Linked DNA regions of Muntiacus reevesi: region 1 is linked to region 2. The links are chromatin contacts, called in public Hi-C maps. All regions are on one chromosome and are shown on one strand. The core of a region is the stretch at or near the end of the contact, and the rest is flanking DNA. Distances in the headings are between cores, read along the strand shown.

Region 1 (6,262 bases), core at 769-3,268, 210 kb after region 2:
AAAGAATCTAAGAAAAACAATGGATATATGTATATGTGTAACTTAATCACTTGGCTGAATATTTGAAAATAACACAACAATGTATATCCACTATAATCCAATAAAAATGTAAAACAAAGAGACCCTAGAAAGACTCATTTTAAAAAAAAGGAAGACAAATTAAAAAAGCAAGACTGAATTATAGTGTCTAGGGAAGGATGAACAGTCAAACTACAAGAAAATGCTAGGAAGTTATTATTTTAAAAATGAGGATAGTGGTGACTTTTCAGGAAAGGAGAAGTTTCTGGAATAGATGGAAAACATTTATTTCTCACTTGATTTATGAGGATGTTCACCTATATAAACACATTAAACTATTTTTAAAAAGTAAATTGGACTTCCTGGGATATAAATCTTGATTGAAGTGACACATGGGCCTGCCATTTTCTGAGCATTATTAATATTTGATCTTTCCATTCTTCATATATGCCCTTCAATATCCCCCCAATAAAACCCCTTCAGAGTCATTTTTGCTGCCTGCAACAAAAGAACACTAATTGATTCAAGTGGCTTTTGTAAGTTACCACTAGCAGTGAGGTGTATATAGGTAACTTTTTGGAGAAGTTTCACTGTGATAAGAAATGGACTGGTAGCTTGAAAGCCACTGAGGTCAAAGGAAATTTTTTTTTTAAATGATGAAAGATATTAACAGCATGTTTATATACTGCGGGGAGAACTGATGATGAGGGAGAGAGTAGAGGACAAATACTGGAGCAAATTCCTTGAGTGTGAGAAAAGGAATACAGTATATTGAATGAGGAGAGGCTTGGTCTTAGGTAGCTACACCCTGAATCACCCAGATTAACGAGACAAGGAAGTCTATATGGGCATAGATATAGGCAGACTGGTAAATTGTTGACGGAGGTTCTTTTTGGGAAGCATCTATCAACTAAGAACAAAGTTCATCATTGAGAGTGAGGAGGAAGAAGGTTACTGGAAGATTAAGAGAGGGAAGAATATAGGTATAATTGTATGGAGAGTCAGATTTGGGAAAAATAGTAGGGTGGAGCAGGCAGGCCTAAGAGTCTACTTCAGTTGTCATGAATTTTAGATGACACCAGGCATCATGATTGCATTTAACTGCTAAACTTCAGTATGGAGTAGGCAGAAAACTGATTTAACAGCGATTTGTTTTCTGCCAGATAAACCTGGCAAAGAGAAGGGGGCGAGGGTGCTGAGAAGAGGTCAAGAAACTGAGAGGCCAGGGCATTGGAAAGGTCGCCTACATGGATACTGAAATCATCAAAAATTATACAGGAGTAACGTTGGAGAGACAGAATTAAATGCGAAATTTCAGAACAAGGTCAAGCAACCTGGAGATCTTGTACTTGGCCTTCACAAGGAAGAGTTGAAGGTGACAGCATACATTTCAAATAAGCTGGTGATTCTAGTGAGGCAATAATGCCTAAACTGGTGATGAGAAATAAGTAGGACCCATCCCATTTCCAGGTCCCGTTGTATTGATATATGGCATGTAGAGGAGAAAGCAATCAATTGACAGGGCTGCAGTGGAAAGGTATATGCGTAGGGGAGAGCCAGATTTCTTAAAGCAAGGAGCTGAAAGGAACATTCAGTCCTTTAGGGCATAGAAGATTTTGTTAATAATAGACCCGACGCTCAGAAATAAGGCGACATGCTCAGGGTTACACATATACTGAGAATAGCTGAGGAAGAAATCCAATGCTTTTTCTACTACACTGAATAACAGCCTGTGGTGTTTTTTTTTTTTTTTTTTTTTTTACGGCCTGTGGTTTTTATCTGACGTAGTAGGCATATACGAGCAAAAGGAACCACAGAGCTCAGACAAAAAGAGTCAGAAAGCGCGAAGCCAAAGAATGCCGTGCAAGCGCGAGAAAGTTCGCCAGCCCCGCAAAGCCTTGTGGGTCTTGTTGTTCTCCGTCGGTCTTGCGCGGAAAAGACCGAGGGGAGGGCGCATTGCATGGCGGGAGATACAATCCTCTCAGGAAGCCCGTCCTCCCCCGGCAGCCAGGCGGCGTCTTCCGGAAGCGCGGGACGCTCGGTTTGTGGTGTCTTCGCTCTGGCCGCTGTGCGGTACTACAGTTAGAGGTTCTATTTTCCCGAGACTTTAGGATTTCAGGCTACTTGAGGCCATTTGAGGCGAAATGGCTCCGAACGAGAGAGGATCAATGGCAATGGAGGGGCCGCCGCCACCTTAGGCTGCCCTTAGGGAAGAAGCCTGAAGGGCCCTCTCAGTCCCTGGAGCCTGTGCTTTCTTTCTTTGCCGGGCCCTGGCTACCGCGAAGATGAGCTCGGCCTGGGTCACTTCTTTCGAAAAGGCGCGTCTGTGGATGTACCTGCAGGCGCTCGGCTTCGAGCCTTGTCTGGAGACCATAGCCTGTGGAAATACTGTGTCACACGCGCACTTCGGAGTGTAAGGAGGACTGGGCTGGCGGCGGGGGAGTCTGAGACTGGTTCCGTTGGCGCAGCCCGCCCTGTTGCTACCGGCGGGTTGATAAGTAGTCGGTTACTGTGGTCCGGCACTGGCTAGAAAGCCTCTGCTTCCAGCGGCAGCTGACCTGGCGGCAGGGACTGTCCGTTATGGAGCCTTGCCGGGAGCACTTTGTAGGGAGTAGAGTCTGCTGCAGGGGCGAAACTGGAGGGGCGGCTTAGGCCTGGTTTGGTCGTGAAGCTGGTTGGTCTGTGTAGACGAGGGAGAGGTGGCGATTTGGTAACGGAGAGCCAACGCCTTCCATTGTATAGAAACGCCGTTAGGACTCAAGGCGGCCTTTTTAAATTAGTTGCTCTTTAGTTTATACATTTTACTTATTGGATTAGACTGAAGGACGCCACAGTTAGCAAAAAAACAGTGGAGGGTGGTACTAAGCTGAAAAGTAAATGCTCCTTCCTACTCTGCTACAAATGTTACAGTCTCATTATAAAAAGAAACTTTGTTTATATTTCTGTGTCTTAGCAACTTTACCCAGTATTATCTTTCCCACTGAAGGCCAACGAAAATTTGGGATACATAGACTATTTCCTATTCTCAATCTTCTTGACTTTTGTAATTACGTTATTTCCATCCTTCTTGTGTCATTATTTAAATAATGTGCATAGTCCTCTATTTCTTGATGTATAAATCTTAAAAATATCTCTTGATTTCCCGCTAAGTAATTTCACAATGGAGGTGGCTTTTTCTTTATACGAAAATTAGTTCATCTACACTTACCTACCCTCTTTTGCCTTCTCCCTTTTCTTGACTTTTTCAGCTGTATTAAAATTGTTTTACTGTCAAGGTTTAGGGACTCCTAACCTCTCTGTGCCTTAGTTTCCTCATCAGTAAAATGGGTGTAGGGCTTCCCTGGTGGCTCAGTGGTAAAGAGTCTGCCTGCCAATGTAAGAGACACTGGTTGGAACCCTGGGTGGGAAAGATCCCCTGGAGAAGGAAATGGCAACCCACTCCAACCTTCTTGCCTGGAGAGTCCCATGGATGGAGGAGCCCGACAGTGCTCCAGTTGGTGGGATACAAGTGAGCACCTGCTGTCAAGGTTTAGAGCTGTAATTATAATAGTTTTGCTGGGGAACTATTTGTTTAGAAGTTACTACTTTTTATATATAGAAATGCTTCCTCTAGCCTAAAAATTGACATCCAATGGGTAGCATTTATCAAGTTATGATTATGTATTAATAAATGTTCCATTTATCTCACATGACTTGATGCCCCAAAATATGGCAGAGGAGTTTAAATCTTCTTGAGGCCTCCACTGAGAATGATTCCCATTGTCAGTGTATCCTCTCTATTCTTTTGGCAATCTTAGTGTTTTCTCTGCCCTGGTTTATACAATTGCAGTCTGCTTTCTGCCTTTGAAAATTAACTAAAATCAGTCAAGTTTTGGTTCAGTGATGATCTTTTTTTTTTTTTTAAACATTGTCATAGATTTCCACCCCCCCCCCACCTCCCCCACCATGCCTTTAGAGTCCTCTCGGTTAGTGGGAGGAATCTACTCTTTTGAAACAGACATCCCCTTTAAAATTCTTTAAGCATGAATGTGGCATCAAATTTGCTTTAAAATTTAAAAAAATTTGATTCACTTATTTGATTCTCACACACACACACACGTCACTTCAGTTCAGTCCAGTCACTCAGTCGTGTTCAATTCTTTGTGACCCCATGGACTGTAGTGTGCCAGGCTTCCCTATCCATCACCAACTCCCGGAGCTTGCTCAAACTCATGTCCATTGAGTAGGTGATGCCATCTAGCCATCTCATCCTCTTGTCGTCCCCTTCTCCTCCTGCCTTCAGTCTTTCCTAGCATCAGGGTCAGGGGCAGATCTTCTCATCAGGTGACCAGAGTATTGGAGTTTCAGCTTTAGCATCAGTCCTTTCAATGAATATTCAGGACTGATTTCCTTTAGGATTGACTGGTTTGATCTCCATACCGTCCAAGGGACTCTCAAGAGCCTTCTCCCACACCACAGTTCAAAAACATCAATTCTTTGCCACTTAGCTTTCTTTATAGTCCAACTCTCACATTCATACATGACTACTGGAAAAAGCCATAGCTTTGACTAGATGGAACTTTGTTGGCAAAGTAATGTCTTTGCTTTTTAATATGCATGTGTGTGTGTGTGTGTGTGTGTGTGTGTGCGCGCACACACACACACACACACACACACACACAGAGGCTGTGCTGTGTGTATCATGCAGCATGCAGGGATCTTAGTTTCCTGGCCAGGAATCGAACTCACACCCTGTGCAGTGGGGTGTGGAGTCTTAATCACTGGACCATCAGGGAAGTCCCAGATTCACTTATATATGTTGGTGCAAAATTTTATGTGTTCCTAGTTTCTGTGAGCATGGAATTGCATAGTCACTTTGCTTGTAAAGTTAAATGTACACTTAACATATGATCAAGTAATTCCATTGCTAGATATTTGCCCCAGAGATTTGCATTTTGGAAAAATCACGCTGGTTGCATTACAGAGAATGGATTAGAGTGGCTTTGCAGTTAGGTAGACCTAAACTACGGAAGGCAGTGGGAATGGAAAGAAAAGGTGATTCATTCACTTGTTTACTCAACAGATATTAATTGAACACAGTATTGGACCTGGGTATACAGTGGTGAACAGAACAAACATAAACTTTTACCTTATAAAATTTTAGTCTGGTGGGTGAACAAACCTTTCTTTAAAGGTTATCTTTTTAAAAATTAGAAGTGTTGAAGAGAACAGGGTACTATGGAAAAAAAAATAACAGGTTTGAGAGAGGATAAGGAGGTAGGAACTTTATTTGTATTTTTTTGAGGAATAGAAACATTCCAAGGATAAGAGTTGTTTGACAAAATGTTAAGCGTGGGAATTTTAATGTTAATATTTTTTCAACTTAAAAAGTTTATTTCAGGAAAATAGCTTTTTGTGTTCACCGAGGTACTTAGATCTATTTGTTATGTCATCTGTATTATGAGGAAAATAAAACTACTTTCTAATGTTGTTGAGATTAAATAAAATACTTCATGTTAAAGCTGCAAGTACAGTTACTAACTTCATATGACTAGTGGAGATTAGCTGAGTTACTGCTTGTAAAAGGCTTAGTTAAAATAATACCTGACTAATAAAGTCAATAAATTTTGTCTTTTATTGTCAGAAAATGTTGGTTGGTATCACATCTTCACTTATCTTAGCCATGGTTTTCTCTTCGCCTGATTAGACTTTCCTTTTCTTTTTGTAGAATGTGTTCATTGAAATAAAGTTCTACCAGTTTTCTTCTATTTGATCATTATTTTCAGAACCAAAATATAAAAACTTGCATGTGTTTCTTAATTGGTTACAAATGTATACATGAAATAGAAAAATTAATTTGTTTTGACCTCTGAACAGAATGAAAACTAATTTGTGTCAGACTCTTACACAGCCTTTTGTGATACTTAGTTTTATTAACCTTTTCTTTTTTCCTGCCTTTATTTCCTTTTAAACAATAGGAACATGTTTGACAAGCTGAACCGTGATGCCTTTCACATAGTTTCTTATTTTTTGTTTCAAACACTTGACAAGTCTCTCACCAAAGAAGTTTTCAAGTGAGTAAAAGTTATTTCATTTTATTTTTGTAAGGGACTTAAAAAAGGGATTATCACTTGGTATGGTGAGAATTTCAACTTTGGCTTTCAACTATTTAATGTATGTTAAAAAAGTTAGGTTTGGGTCTTACAGATTTAGTACTTAACCTTTATTAATCTGAGTCCTTTTTTTCAGTACTTGAATTCATGGT
Region 2 (5,989 bases), core at 2,657-5,156:
TTCACATCCACTAGGATGACTATAATTTAAAAGAAGAGATAAAGTAACAAAGTAACAAATGCATACATTTCTGAGGAGAATGAAAATGGAACTGGATAGTTTAGCAGTTCTCCTAGGAGGCACAGATTTACCACAAGACCCAACAATTCCTCCTATATACCCCAAAGGACTAAAAATAGGTACTCAACATACCAGCACTATTTACAACAGTCAGAAGTTGGAAACAGGACTTCTAGCGCCACCTGGGAGGCCGAAATCCTGTTTGATCATCTGATATTAATGTAAAAAGTGTGCCCAAATGATGCATTTAAATTCAGTGTATGTGATTTTTGTTGTAAGGTGAAATTGACATGGCGTAAAACCATTCATTTTTATGTGAATAGCTCAGTGGCATTTAGCTCTCACAGTGTTGAGCAATCACCACCTCTTTCCTGGTGGTCCAGTGGTTAAGAATCTGCCTGCCAACACAGGGGACACGGGTTTGATTCCTGGTCCAGGAAGATTTCATATGCTGTGGGGAAACTAAGCCCCTGCATCACAACTACTGAAGCCCACCTACCCTGGAGCTCATGCTCCACAACAGGAGAAGCCACCACGCTGAGAAGCTGCAACTAGAGAGTGGCCCTCATTTGCCACAAGTGGAGAAAGCACAGCAATGAAGATCCAATGCAGCCAAAAATAAACTTAAAAAAAAAAAAAAAGCTGGCAACAGCCCAAATGTCTATCGGTGGATGAATGGATAAACAAATTGTGACCTGCATGTACAAAGTGATATTATTCAATCATTAAAAGGAATTAAAAAACAGATACACACTACAATGTGGATGACTGTAAAAAAAAAATTAGAAGGCAGACACAGAGATCACATACTGTATAATTTCATTTATGTGAAATATATAGTTTAAGTAAATCCATATAGACAGCGCACAGATTGTGGCTAGCAGGGGCTGGTGGACGAGGGGGATGGGGAGCAACTGCTTAATGGAAACAAGGTTTCCTTTTGGGGAGATGAAACTGTCTTGGCGCCAGATAGAGGTGCTGACACTGTGAGAGCTGAAGGCCACTGAACTGTTCACACAAAAATGAATGGTTTTATGCTATGTCGATTTCACCTTAACAACAAAAACTACATATACTGAATTTAAATGCATCATTTGGGCACATTTTTCACATTAATATCAGATGATCAAACAGGATTTGGGCCTCCCAGGTGGTAAAGAACCTAACTGCCAATGCAGGAGATATAAGAGTGGCGGGTTCAGGCCCTTGGCTAAGAGGAGACTCTGCCTTGGGCCCGCCGGTGTAATAAACTGCAATCCACTCACTATCTGTATTGTCCTCCTGAGTGAGTTTGTTTCTCGGAAAACAAAGCTATAACATTTGGTGCATGGGCCGTGAAACTCCTCACTTTGAGGAGACTGGTCTCATTTGAGGTCACCCCGAGGCTTTGTAGCTTGAATCTCCTAGAAGGGGGAAGGCACCTCGCCCCTCTGAAAGGATTCTGCTTCTCAACGCCCGGACCTTTCATATTAGCAGGTAGTGAATGGCAGCAGGGGAACTGAGCGCTCATATGATGAGGAACCCACCCAGTAGGGTGGAAGAAGGGGCCTGATCACCCCCCTGGGAGGGACTAGAAGGAGCGGGGACCCACAGGAGCCTGGAATAGGCAGGCGGCGATTGCTTGGTACACAGGTCGGCGAGCGTGCTAGGGTTTAAAAAGGTAATTTGTGAAGGTCATTTAGGAGGTGTGTCCACGCTGTCTCGGGGAAAGTTATTACCAAGCGATCGCCAGGGGATTTTTAGTATAGGAAACTGGTCCTTGTATGCTCATATTCTGCCCTCCCCCAGGAGGTGTCCTGTCGGCTGTGAAATTCTTGACCCCTCGGAATTGTTAGGCTAGAAGGAGGGGGATACAGAAGTGAGTATGAATTGGCTTTTCCAGAGATGGCCTGGGACATGGGGTATTTAACCCATCTGTGTTTTCATCCGCACCTGATCAAGCCCACCAAGGCAGACGGACTTTAAGGGAGAAACTGTCTTGGAAAAAGAAAAAAAAGAAAAAAAAAAAAAAATAAGAGTGGCGGGTTCAATCCCTGGGTCAAGAAGATCTCCTGGAGTTGGGCATGACAATCCACTCCAGTATTTTTGCCTGGAGAATCCCATGGACAGAGGAGCCTGATGGGCTACAGTCCACAAGGTTGCAATGAGTTGGACACAATTGAAGTGACTTACCACACAAATAGGGTTTAATAGAATCTTTCAGCTTTGAATGTGAAGTGGACCTAAACTCAAAACTGTGATACTGAAGCAGAAGATGGATGTGATAATCTTGGAAAGTAAACATTTATTTTAAACGCAGGGTTTTTTTTTCTTGAGGAAAAAATATGGAGTAAATATGTAATAGATAGTAAGTGTTCCATTCTTCAGGGTACTGTGGGTTTCAAAGTTAGATCATCTGGATTCTCATTCTCCCAACAATGTTCTGGAGGACTATCAAATGCACCGTGTTTTCTCCACATCTTTCTGTTCTATTAAGAGCTGAATTATTGCTGATTCAAAATTTACTGTAATACACTCAACTCATTCTTCCTCTGCTGGCTGGCTCCATACTACCACACTCTGAAAGACTAATACATATCAAAACTAGGGTTATGATCACACAATATTATTGAGCCTTACTTATTAAGTGCCATGCATTTTACTGCTTCCTGAGTATACCATAGTGAAGTTATCAGACCTAGCCTAATTTACCATCTAGTATGCAGATAGACCATAAGCAAACCATTTATGTATCATGATTAAATAAAGGAAAATAGTGCTACACTAGAGGAGAGGAATACAATTTCTGGATGTGTGGTCAGCAAAGGCTTCTCTTAGCAAGGACTGCTGCTGCTGCTAAGTCACGTCAGTCGTGTCCGACTCTGTGCGACCCCATAAACGGCAGCCCACCAGGCTTCCGTCCCTGGGATTCTCCAGGCAAGAATACTGGAGTGGGTTGCCATTTCCTTCTCCGCCTTGCATGGCATTAACAAATGGCAATAGCTGAACTTTGGATTGTGGAAAATATATGAAAGTAGGTTAAGAAGTTTGGAAAGTATTTAATTGCAGTGGGAAATAAATTGTGCTTCTCCAACAATGGAGTGACAGAACTTCGCGTTTTAAAAAGATCGCAGGGAAAAGGCAGAAAGCAGAGAGGTTCTTTAACAGGCACCAGGACTGGGAGTAACTATGGTTACGTTAAACGGCTTGCAAGACAGGCTGGCTGAATGCATCTTTCTGTGGTAGAACTGCAGGTGGCGCTAGTGCAGTAAAGAACCCGCCTGCCAATTCAGGAGACGGAAGGAATGCGGGTTCCATCCCTGGGTCTGGGAGATCGCCTGGAGGAGGGCATGGCAACCCACTCCAGTATTCTTGCCTGGAGAATCACATGGACAGAGGAGCCTGGAGGGCTTCATTCCATGGGGTCGCAAGAGTCGGACACGACCCAAGGGACTTAGCACGCACGCACGTGACAGAACGATGACTGCAAAGCGGTTAAAGGACAAGTGGATGATCAAGTATTTAAGAAAAAACAAAGCACAATTTTTCAAGACCGGACCCAGGGCAGGGCACGCTCCTAAACTGGAAATCTTCGGATAGAGCCTGAGGTACAGGAGAGCGCAGGACAGTCGAACTCCGATCCCGCCTCCTTCCTTGATATCATCAGAAGCAGTGTCCGGGACCGAGCAGAGTTGCTCCCTAACCCAGAATCGTACGGGAAGGAACAAGAAGTAGAAAGACTAATCTCCCGTACTAAACCTGTGCCACTTCGCATGCACCGCCCACCGACTCTTATCTCCCAACCGCTGATTAGCCCCACCCCGGAAGTACTGCCTACCAATACTTACGTCTACTATCCCTGGCGTCTGCACATCTCGCGAGAACTGAAAGAGCCTATGTGACCTGGGCTAAGCGGAAGTTGGGTCTCTTTTTCGTGGCGCCTCGGAGGCTGTCGGCCACTTCAGAATGAAGGTAGGAACTAGTGGCGGGTGTTCGGGTAGGCTTGTGAAACGTGGATCAAGCCCCACGATGTGTCGTTGCGCTCCAAAATCCTGGCCCTGGATGGAGAAGTGTCTGAGGCAGGAGAAGGGTCGCTCTTCTGGGGCCGGATCTCTATGGGAGAGCGGATGGCGAGCGATTGCAGCTGGAGCTACGCCGGTCGGGGAACGCCATGGTGGCGTCTTGACTCCCAGGCAGGACAGAGATGGCCGGGCTGACGGCAAGTAGGTCAGGCTCCTTGATCTGAGAGTGAACGACTGTGGGCCGTAATTGTCCGTGGCGGCCTTGCAAGATGGGTCCTACTTTTAGTGCCGTGTTTGTGGCTCCTTGCACGTGTCCTTTAGAGAATATAATCAAATTTTCTGTTGTGTGGGGGTGACAGGAAAGGCTTTTTGCTATGGAATAACCTTTCTAGTGGTTCTGCGATTTTCATGAAGTTCTTTTCCCCCTCGTTTACAATTTTTAGCTGAACATCTCTTTCCCGGCCACTGGCTGCCAGAAGCTCATTGAAGTGGACGATGAACGAAAACTTCGTACCTTCTACGAGAAGCGTATGGCCACAGAAGTTGCTGCTGACGCTCTGGGTGAAGAATGGAAGGTAAAAGTTGACTGTCGAGTTGAATTGTTAGCTCTATTTAAGAGAGGTGGTAAACGTTATTGGTAATTGATAAGTGTAATGGGGTTCACACTCGGGTTCCGTTTCCCAACTTTAGTTCCAAATGTCACTTTATAAGGTGACGCTATCACCCGGCAGGGTTGTGTTTATGTAGATCAAATGAAAATATATCGTTCTTGACCTGCAAGCTAAAGGTCTCCAAAGGGATCTTCAAAAGTGCCAAGAAGGGTTGTTTCTGATTTATAGTTCCTTGATACTTTGGTTTCATAACATACTCTTTCTACCCTAAGAGTTGTTAACTTTGGTAAAGTATAGGCTAGAAATATGTCTTGATTGAAAAGATTTTGCTAATCTAACTTGGGAAACTGGAAGTACAGACAAAATTTAGTGATTGGAGGAAACTATTTAAGGTGTCAAATCGGTCTTAATGAATGGTACTAAGCAGAATTAAGGGTGTACTTCTTAGAGGCCACAATCCTTTGTTTTAAATGTGTCATCGTGTTCTCTTGCAGGGTTATGTGGTCCGAATCAGTGGCGGGAATGATAAGCAGGGTTTCCCCATGAAGCAGGGTGTCTTGACCCATGGCCGAGTTCGCCTGCTACTGAGTAAGGGGCATTCCTGTTACAGACCAAGGAGGACTGGAGAGAGAAAGCGCAAATCCGTACGGGGTTGCATTGTGGATGCCAATCTGAGTGTTCTCAACTTGGTCATCGTGAAAAAAGGTGAGCCTTTTATTCTGGAGTTTATTTTTGTCAACACTGACTTAAATCTGATTGTCTTTGAAAGTGGACTTGGCTTTGGCAATGCCTGAACAGATTAGGGTTCTTGTTTTTAAGGAAGTTGTTGAATTAAAAATGTTTGTTCACTTTTTTCTTTTAGGGGAGAAGGATATTCCTGGACTCACTGATACTACAGTGCCTCGTCGCCTGGGTCCCAAAAGAGCTAGCAGAATCCGCAAACTTTTCAATCTCTCTAAAGAAGATGATGTCCGCCAGTATGTTGTGCGAAAGCCCCTAAACAAAGAAGGTATGAAAGATTATGCAATATAAGGCTTTCTTAATTTCATTAGCTGTACCATTCTGTATGCATGTTGGAAGCAAATCTCTGCCTACTATTTACCTAGAATATGCGTTTTTAGGAAATTAGTGTGGAAAAGGGTCAAGATATGCAATTGGAATTAATCCTCATAACCAGTACCCTATAGTGTTAGAATTTTTCTTGAAAATTTGCTTTTGAGTCATTGTATGAGTTCATTGAAAGATAACTTCTCAGATGTTTTAAGTTCATTGCTTTGGGGTCAGGAGAAAAGTCTGGGATTGTGATTGAATATGCTC

Evidence for each region. A called contact is a pair of places that touch in the nucleus more often than the background predicts.
Region 1: a Hi-C map of muscle shows a contact between it and region 2, with 6 times the contacts expected there. The contact joins the promoter of HAUS6 here to the promoter of RPS6 in region 2. A contact is called at or near these places in 2 of 3 Hi-C or Micro-C datasets (blood and muscle).

The regions. Positions count from the first base shown.
Region 1 is chr17:23,722,885-23,729,146 of mMunRee1.1, forward strand. It overlaps HAUS6 (HAUS augmin like complex subunit 6), which reads left to right and starts at 2,019. Exons shown (of 17, transcript XM_065908446.1): 1 at 2,019-2,431; 2 at 5,976-6,071. The coding sequence starts at 2,304.
Region 2 is chr17:23,514,110-23,520,098 of mMunRee1.1, forward strand. It overlaps RPS6 (ribosomal protein S6), which reads left to right and starts at 3,907. Exons shown (of 6, transcript XM_065908258.1): 1 at 3,907-4,011; 2 at 4,505-4,636; 3 at 5,167-5,377; 4 at 5,535-5,681. The coding sequence starts at 4,006.